2 separate regions of the Mus musculus genome follow, and region 2 is linked to region 1. A link is a contact called in public promoter capture Hi-C data. All regions are on one chromosome and are shown on one strand. The core of a region is the stretch at or near the end of the contact, and the rest is flanking DNA. Distances in the headings are between cores, read along the strand shown.

Evidence for each region. Promoter capture Hi-C pulls out the DNA fragments that hold promoters and counts their contacts.
Region 2: a promoter capture Hi-C map of hippocampal neurons shows a contact between it and region 1, with 7 times the contacts expected there. A contact is called at or near these places in 4 of 39 promoter capture datasets (embryonic stem cells, hippocampal neurons and liver), 8 of 484 Hi-C or Micro-C datasets (brain, cerebellar granule neurons, cerebellum and 4 more) and 2 of 9 other capture datasets (liver and pancreatic islet).

The regions. Positions count from the first base shown.
Region 1 is chr19:22,752,295-22,756,831 of GRCm38.p6, reverse strand. The region is part of intron 6 of Trpm3 (transient receptor potential cation channel, subfamily M, member 3); the gene reads right to left. Among named protein-coding and RNA genes, the nearest start is that of Mir204, 4.0 kb to the right of the region's middle.
Region 2 is chr19:22,882,474-22,887,010 of GRCm38.p6, reverse strand. Trpm3 (transient receptor potential cation channel, subfamily M, member 3) reads right to left here. Exons shown (of 26, transcript NM_001362491.1): 10 at 3,027-3,127; 11 at 1,529-1,663. Among named protein-coding and RNA genes, the nearest start is that of Gm52388, 42 kb to the left of the region's middle.

The DNA of each region.
Region 1 (4,537 bases), core at 817-3,316:
TTATCTTGGATCAGTGACATTAGATCATCCCCAAATTGTGGATCTAATTTCAGATCCAAAGCTCAAAATTAGAAAACTGGTTTTGCCTGATTATCTGTTCCTCTATGTTATACCCAGCCCTCTCAGTCTTTGGGGGGAAACAGCAAAATTATGTTGTGAGAAACTGTCTTTTCTCTGGTCCTACGCTTCCATGTTCAGGGATTCCATCCCCATTACTGTAACATGGTGACCCAGATCATCCTGTTTGTTTGCTTGCTTGCAGTAAGTTCTTACTGGGTGGTTGAGAATGGCCTTGAATTCATGATTCTCTTCCCTCTATGTCTGCTTCTTAGCCTGGTGAGGGCTAGCTTCTGAAAGCCCTCGGATGAGGGATGCTAGCTTTTTCCTTAGGGAATGAATGCCAGGCACCTCCCTAGGTAAAGTGTTGGGAGATCCTGTTGCCTGGTGGGGGTGTTGGAACTGATCCCACACCACCTCATTATCTCCAGCAGTCTCAACAGTGATACTGACATTTGACTCCCCATCGGTGGTGCTGTGGTGCCGGACTCTCAATATGGTTCTTGTCAAGAGTAGACATACAGAACAAAGAGTGTGTTGCCATTGAGAGGCCATTTTGAGACAGTGCTGAGACAACCTCAGCCCCTGTTTCCACTTTGGAAGTGCAAATCTATTTCTAAGTGAAAAAATACTGTTTTTCATTGTATGGTATGTGTTTTTCTTAATACAGTGATAGCTCTTTATGAGCAAATAATGATGGTAATGTGCTTTTTTTTTTTTTAAGATTTGTTTGTTTGTTTATTTATTTATTTATTTTGGCTTTTCGAGACAGGGTTTCTCTGTGTAGCCCTGGCTGTCCTGGAACTCACTCTGTAGACCAGGCTGGCCTCGAACTCAGAAATCCTCCTGCCTCTACCTCCCGAGTGCTGGGATTAAAGGCGTGTGCCACCACGCCCGGCTGGTAATGTGCTTTTTAAAGAAGGTAATTACAAATGAATCCAAACAAGGCTGCATTTGCGTTTTGGGTTTGGAATGAAGTGTTGTCTTACACTAAGGGGATCAATTGATTTACCATTCAACCAGGGCACATTTATGTGTGTGTGTGTGTGTGTGTGTGTGTGTCCTCACTGATAATCACTGCAGTATACTAATTATAAACTGGAACAGCTGAATCCTGGACAAACCTTTACACACAGTTACACACTTATGGAGCGCAAGGTCACTTCTGATATTTCTTAAAGTAGACAGCAGTATAGGGTGTTTAAAAGAGGCCCTGAGTTTGTTTGTTCACTGTTGATCACACTGTTTCATGGGCTCCGTTTTCCATTCCTTCTAAACCCCAGCTGTTCGATATCAGAGCTATTCCTCTGTTTGCATGAGGAGAGATGAAGCCCCAGAGAACTCAATGATTAAGCAAAGGAACAGAGCTGCAATTCAGAGGCACCTGTGCTAATCTGTTAGGGGGGAAGATATCAGTTGAAAACTTTTCTCATGGCCTAGCCTATCCTCAGTGGTGCTAGAGATGGATCCTGTTACTTCTCATCTGGAGATGGATGCCACACCACATTATCATTTAAACTCATCCAGTATGATGATGAGAAGTTGGGAGTTATAGCCCAGAGGTATGCAGTAGGTTCTCTGAGACCTCAATCATGGGAGTATTTAATGTTTTTTTGTCCTATTCTATAGTCTATGTGAAACTGCCTTTTGTAGCTTCTGGCACCAAAAATCTATGTGGCTGCCGTAATAACTCGTGACCTTATTATCTAAAAGAAGGCTATCTTGAGATTATTAAGTAAAAATATGGCCCTTTCAGGGATGCCCTAGAATTGCAATCCTACTGTAAGGAAGTACTTTGCTCATTGAAAATGATTGGAAGAAGCAGTGTGTGTGGAAATCTCTTGCCAGTGTCTGCAAGGACAAAGGCTGTTCTTTTAGACCCATCAGCATCACTCGTGGGGGTCATTGCTTGAAATCCCACACTGGCCCCTCCCTGGGAGTCTCAGATCAGTGAGAATTTGTGTTTCAGCAGTTTTCCAGGCGCTGTTGCAGCTGCTGGTCCAGGGAGCACACTTTGAGAGCTAGTGGCTTAGCTTAAGCTGCAGGGGGAGGTAATAGAACAAAACAGCTGACATCTAAAGTGTGTCCCTGCTCAAGCAAATACAGGAAAAGTTCACGGGGTGAGACCCGAAATGCCCATCCACAATGTTCCTAGGAGTCTACTTTAAAGCGTGAGCCATCAGCAAGCCTTTTCCTTGAAGGGCCAGAGAAAGCGTTTCTTTTCAGCTCTGCCAGAGGATTGTGATCGTGGCACAGAACCATCGGGAGATATTTTATTCACAACAACAAATGTTGCAGTAAATCTTTGTTTACAAAAATAGATATGATGGATTTGACTCCTGGGCTACAGTTTGTGCACCTTTGGGCCTAGATAATGTTCTAAGGGAATTTGTAGAAGGGAAATCCTGTTAGTTCATTTATCCCGAGTATGCAATGGTAAATGACTAAGTTGGAAACACGCGTGCGTATAAACGGAGCGCTGTTGCACATTGAGCTGTACTGGTGGCACGCTGCTTTTGTTGGCAGATGAACTCCCTAGCAAGTCAAGCCCAGGACCTAGCTACTAGGGACTGTATAGGAAACTCGCAATGGGAGTTTCACTAGTGAAAACGTCTCATTTATACCCATGTTTTCTACTTTGGTAGTTTGCTTGTAAGTAAAGAATCGACTTACTAATGTAAGCTCAAAAGCTTTTTACAGTGATAGAAAACTAACTAGCACAGGGTTGGGGGAGGGTGCGGGACTAATATTTATAGCAAGTTTGAACTGAAAACATGATATGAAGGGAGGTTAGAGTCTATTTGATAGTGTCATTAGGCGACATTTCCTATGTATCTAAGTTTATGAACAACAACGTCTAGTGAAATAGTTCTTAGTGTTTGACCAATGGGAACATATAAATCAACAGGGCAAAACACATGCTGTTGTGTTTCAACAGGCCAGGGTCTGAGGCTGGAAAGCAAGGTGCAGGGAACGGCTGCCTAGACTTCACGCAGGCATGCTGTGCTCAGTTGTGGCTTGCTTCCCAGCCTCCCCCAGGATTTCATAACAATTCCTAATGTGCAGCACAGACGGTGCACACTTCCTGTGCTCTCCCTCTGGGTAGACGAGATGCTGCTAATGAGGCAGGGCTCAGCTCGGATTTGTTTGATGACCAGGAAAGCTGACGCTTCAATCTTCACCCGCCCTGATTTGGCAAAGGCACACACCTATTCTTTTTTTTTTTTTTTTTTTTTTTCCACTCTGCGTCTTTCCAGCAGGAATTGCCCACACGTCCCCACGTGGACCCAGAGATGCCAAGGCTTGTTAGGGTCGAGCATTCCCCTGCCTGCGTTTGGGGACTGGAGTGTTTGCCTTCTGGGCTGCGGCATGTAGACCTTTGCTGAGTTTGGAAACCTGGCTTCCAGTGTGGAACAGGGACAGCCTGTTTGTTGAGGGTGCCAAAAGAGAAAGGAAAAATCTGCTGCTTGCCTATTTGGCCACTATGAAGGCATGAAATCTCTTGTTTTCCTCATTTTGTTTTAGGGGCTGATGAGTTGAGCGTTTAGGCTTAGAATGTCTTTTATTGTTAAAACAATCATTAGTGTCATTAGTGACATTTCTAGTTATTCTTTAGAATTGTATGAATTACATTTTGCGTTTACATCCATTTGTTTCAAGAGACTGAAATGCTCCAAATAACATTTTGAAGGGACTAAACAAATTGTTTGCAATCCTCAGAGGCACTTTGGAGGGCCCTGTAGTGAACTCCTCAGATCTAGCCATATTAAGCAAATGAGAGTCTTAATCCACAATTCTTTGAGACCCTTCGCAAATGAAATACCATCTCTTCTAACTGTGAGTTGATGATTATGGCAGAAAAGCACCCACTCAGCACAAACTTTTTCCATCTGTTTTCTGTTCGCCTGACTTTCTAAGGTTTGCTATGCGTTGCTACCAAATACATTGATCCTGATCTAGAGTGAAAAGAAGTCACGGGTGACTATTACTTTCAGTAAGTAGGGAGAAGTCAATAGATAGTTCCTTTTATGTATAAATGGAAATACTGAAGTCATGATAGACTTGGCTAATGCAAAAATATTTCTTTTAGATCTTCTAAATGCATTGATTTAGTTGGAAATGGTTTGATAATAATCACAATAACAATAATAAACAGTGGAAGAAGAGCACACTCAGATTTTCCAGGCTGAATGTCCTTCTGCACCAGGCATGGCACTCACTGTTATCTTTGCCCAAACCCTTTCCCATTCGGTTTTCTCCTTTGAATCTATGATGTTGTTACTTCATTTGCCTTTCCTTTCTAGACTATATCATCTAAGCTCTTCTACTAAACTTCAATGTCAAACTAGAAATCAAAGCTGAAAATAAGTCTAGGAAAACTAAGTAATGCCATTGGCAGCAGTGATCTATCAGACACCTATTTGCATGTGCCAGGGACTGTGCTAAGTTCTCAGGCTGATAAAAATGGTTAAGACACAGG
Region 2 (4,537 bases), core at 1,326-3,825, 130 kb before region 1:
TTTCTTTCCTTCTTTTCCAGGCTTTGGAATGACCCTTCGTACCGCCATAACTCTCTAACTGATTTCTAAGTCATGATGCCCATTATTCATTACTGTAAGTCTCAGTGTGTTGAGGCAAGACAAGCTTGTAGGGGAAGCAGAAGTCTGGATCTATTCTGCCAGCTGACTTACTTCCTGCAGTGGCATTAAGATGAAGCTAGCTGCTATTACCTACCGTCTGCCTTTAGTCCGGGCCGGTCCATAGCTCTATCCCATCACACTCAGGGTGCTGGGACAGACATTGTGGCCAGTGAATCAAAAAGCAACCTCTGAAAAGAGGCTTAAATTTGTTACTGAGTTCTTTCTGCCGTTGTTGTTATTCAGAGATCTAGGACCTTTAATCAACTACTTCTTAGTCTCTGTGTATGTTTTACTCTGTGTATGTTTTACACTTTTGTGACTACAAAATTCATGCTGCATTTCCTATGCAGTGGGGGAGATGAGGCTGTTAGGTGATAGGTGACTTGGTTACAAGGGTACCTTCTTTGTAAGTGGAATTGAGGGCTAGACAGAAGTGGGTTCATATTTCTGTACTTCCAACCTTTCTGTCCTAAGAGGACAGCGTTTGCCCCTTCCAGTGGACACATTCTGGAAAGACAAAGTGACTCTCACTACATAGTGAAGCTCCTGGCACCTTGATCTTGGACGTCCAGCCTCCAGAACTGTGACAAAGGAAAGCATGTTCTTTATAAATTACTCAGCCTCAGGCATTCTGTTGTGGCCGCACAAATAGACTAAGACTGCCACAGTTTTCTCATCTGTGAAATGGTTAAAAAAAACAACATCAGTTCTTTAAACACACTTGGCTTTTTTAGTGAATGCCACTGCAAAGAACAGCCACTACCACACATGTTTTTGGATGATTCCAGGGTATTTTATACTTTCTATCATGGTGTGGGGGTGCAGGGTGTGTGTGCATGCGTGTGTGTGCATGTGTGTGTGTGCATGTGTGTGTGTGTGTGCATGTGTGTATGTGTGTGTGAGTATGTGTGCATGTGTGTATGTGTTTGTGTGCATGTGTGTGTGCATGTGTGTATGTGTGTGCGTGTGCACGTGTGTGTGTGAACTTAGTAGCTCCGAGGATGGCATGGTGATACAAGCTACTTAATAAGCATCATTTGATGGTTGGTGCTAAACCAACCCTCCTTGCACTATTTGTCACCAACACCTCCCTGGGCTTACAGAGTGCGTGTGTTCCAATTGACAGAGACCTGCTTGTGGTTTTGAGTTAGAATCTGAGAACAACGCCCTATGGTGATCACGACACCTTTTGCCTAAGATGCTGACAACTGAGCAGTTAGAACAAGTGAGTTCTTGGTGACTCGGTGTCTGTCGTCTATCCAGGTGTAAGGGAATGCAAGTGAGGAATGACGCATGCATCACAGGAGAGACAGGAAGAGAATCACAGGCATGGGGGTATGGGCAGGCAGGATGAGGGAAACAAACAGAAGAGAAAGAGAAATGAAAAGGCATCTTAGCTTGGCCCTACCGTATTGTACAGTTCCTCTAGTCTGGAGATGGTGAGAAAACGGTGCATGCTTACTCCATTTTCTATGAGTAATTTCACAAAATCCACTCTGTCCAGGACTAGGGCATCCAGCATGGCTTGCTCCAGGGACCCTACCTGCAATTCAAGATATTCACTTAGCCTGCCCACGTCAGAGAAGCGCAGTTCCTCCGGGCTCACCCAGAAGGCTTGATATCTGCAAGTCTCTAGATAAACCAGACAGAGCCAGTGCTCCGATGCCAGGTGGCACCCCTGGTCCTGGAGGCACAGGTCTTGGGAAACAGAAGTCAAGGACTCCAGGTCTAGAAGCTACTTTCTCTCCTAAATCTCTTTCTTGTTCTGGAGCCTCAGGATCCAAGGTCTTCCTCCTGATGGATTCTCTGGCTAGTTTTCTGCTGTGCCTGTACAGGTGGCACTAGACACTTTCCTGCCTTCCTTTCCTTCTTTCCTAGGCTCTGAATGAGAGCCCCGGCTGACTTGAGGATAGGAACCCAGGAAAACATAGCTGAGGGCCAAACAGGCCTGGACAGGTGTGCAGGTGTGTAGTAACGGACACTCCGGAGGCAAACTGGCGTCACATAACTTAAGAACAATGTATTTTCTGGGTTGGAGCACTGGACTGGCTGTGATTTGTATTCTTCTCACGTTCTCTCATTTTTTTCAACGTCCAGATTCCTTGACAAATACGCTCCCCGATTAGAAATCCTTGAACTCTATAAGGACAGGTACTCAGTGGTGGCCAGAGCTCCTGGGGATGGAAGGTTCAGAGAGTCTTACTTCCAAGCTGATGCTGGGCTGCCACCCGTGGATGCGTGCGCACATCACCCAATGGCCCATTTCCCAAGTTATGATTTTTGACAGCCAAATGACGGGGGAAAAAAAAAAAGCCACGGGCAGTTATATAAAGCTTTGGTTCACTTGTGCTGGGATAGGTCGACCTGCGCTCAACCACCAGGACCAGATGGTACCTGTACACAGAGGCCTGGCCCATTAGCAAACCAGCAGGAACGTGCCGCCATTTGGTGGCAGCAGCTTCCTCCTTCTGCTCGCCTAAAAGACAACCAGAAACATGCGAATCCTCTCTCTCTCTCTCTCTCTCTCTCTCTCTCTCTCTCTCTCTCTCTCTCTCTCTCTCTCTCTCTCTCTCTCTCTCCCCTCCCTCCCTTCCTCCCTCCACTCCTCTAAATTTTAACTTTTTTATAACTGTATCTTTAAAGATTGAATAATAAGATAGGCTATGCGTCCAAAAATTGCTAAGAGCCAGGGAACCTTTAGTGGTGCGCTTAGCAATATCGTCCACTAGGTGACAGCATGTTCCCAAACACGAGACTGCTGCCCAGCTATGCTATGCAAAAGAAGATTCCTCCATCCCCGCCCCAACCCCGCCCAAATTTCTGATCCACTTTCAAAGGTTCCGTTAAAAACCCTTGTCAAGCGCATGGTGGCTTTTCAAGGGTAACGACTACGACGTATACTCTACCGGCCACTGCTGCCCGTAAATAAAGATCTGGCTGCGAGCGATGTCAACTCTGTTCCAGGCTAAAGCTAAGCTCAGTTGGTCTGGGGCGGATGCATTGGCACCTGTATAAAGTGGGACGGAAAAACAAAACAAAACAAAACAAAACAAAACAAAACAAAACAAAACAAAACAAAAACAAACAAACAAACAAAAAAAGACAAGAGAAACACAGTAGTTAGTTATGCCACGAAGACCCTTCCAGTCACTTCTTCATCGATTCCTCTTCTCCACAACCAAGCCGTGTGACTCCATTCCACTAATGACATTTTGTGTGTGTGTCTGTGCGCGCGCGCAGGGGGATCCTTCTTTGCCACGGTCTGTTTTCCTGTGCACTGTAGATCTATCTTCTATCTATCTATCTATCTATCTATCTATCTATCTATCTATCCATCCATCCATCCATCTATCTACTGTTTATTTTAAAGACAGGATGGGGCACTCATTCCTGGCTTGGCTTCCTCGATGTTGGAATAGCAGGTGAGTGTCGCCATGCCCGACATCGATTGCATTTCAATACCCAGTAGCCACGTGTGACTAGAAGCACACATAACATTTCTGTCTCTACAGAAGGTTCTGCTGTGATAGGCATGTTGTCCACACATGCGGCCCCTCAGCAGCTGCCTGTGTGGCTGAGAACAGGTACAGCCTAGAAGGTAGTGGGAATATCTTGCATCCTCTGCTGTCCATCTTGTGGTTGGGTGAGATAGGACCTCTCTAAGCCACTGTTCTGCCAGCTAGAAAATGAAAACAATAAAAATTATCCTATCTTATTTAATAGAGATGCCCTGCGACCAAAATGGAATCATATATGTGAGTTCACATGCCAACAGGTTTTTTCCCCCATTGATACCCTTGGCGTATGGAATAAGAGACCTCACTGCACCCTGCTCCATTTTTACTCTACTGAATATCCTACTAGCAGGGGAGAGGAGAAAACAGAAAGCACTCTCTTTTGGCTCAGAGAATTTGAAAAGTGAACATATGTTTGGCAAGCTCTTAGGAATTTCCATGTGTTGTGCTAAGGAATGTCCCAAGCGGTCCTAGACTTTGGCTCTTGCTATCTGCACCGGGCAGATGAAGATGCTCAAGTCCAGGTTGGCTAGAGTGACAGGGAAAGGTCACACATCTCCTAACAGAATGCCCAGACACATTTATTATGGGGCAGTGACATTCTAGCCAGAGCCAGCCATTGTGAATTCTGACCATCCCCACAAGCTCCTCCTTGGGGAAGGTTAGAATCAATATGAGGGCCCACTTCCTGCTGACCACACTATGAACGTATGCGACCCCCACCTGGGGCTGCTTGTCAGCATTATCTGGAGATCTTTACACGAAGGCTGTGACAGCCCCGCACCAATTCCATCACATTGCCAGGAGTCTCTGAAGCCCCCAGATGTTCCCTGTGTGCATCAGGAGCAGGAATCTGCGGACCCAGATGCCTCTTTTCCTGCGTGACCGTCCCATGCCTTTTT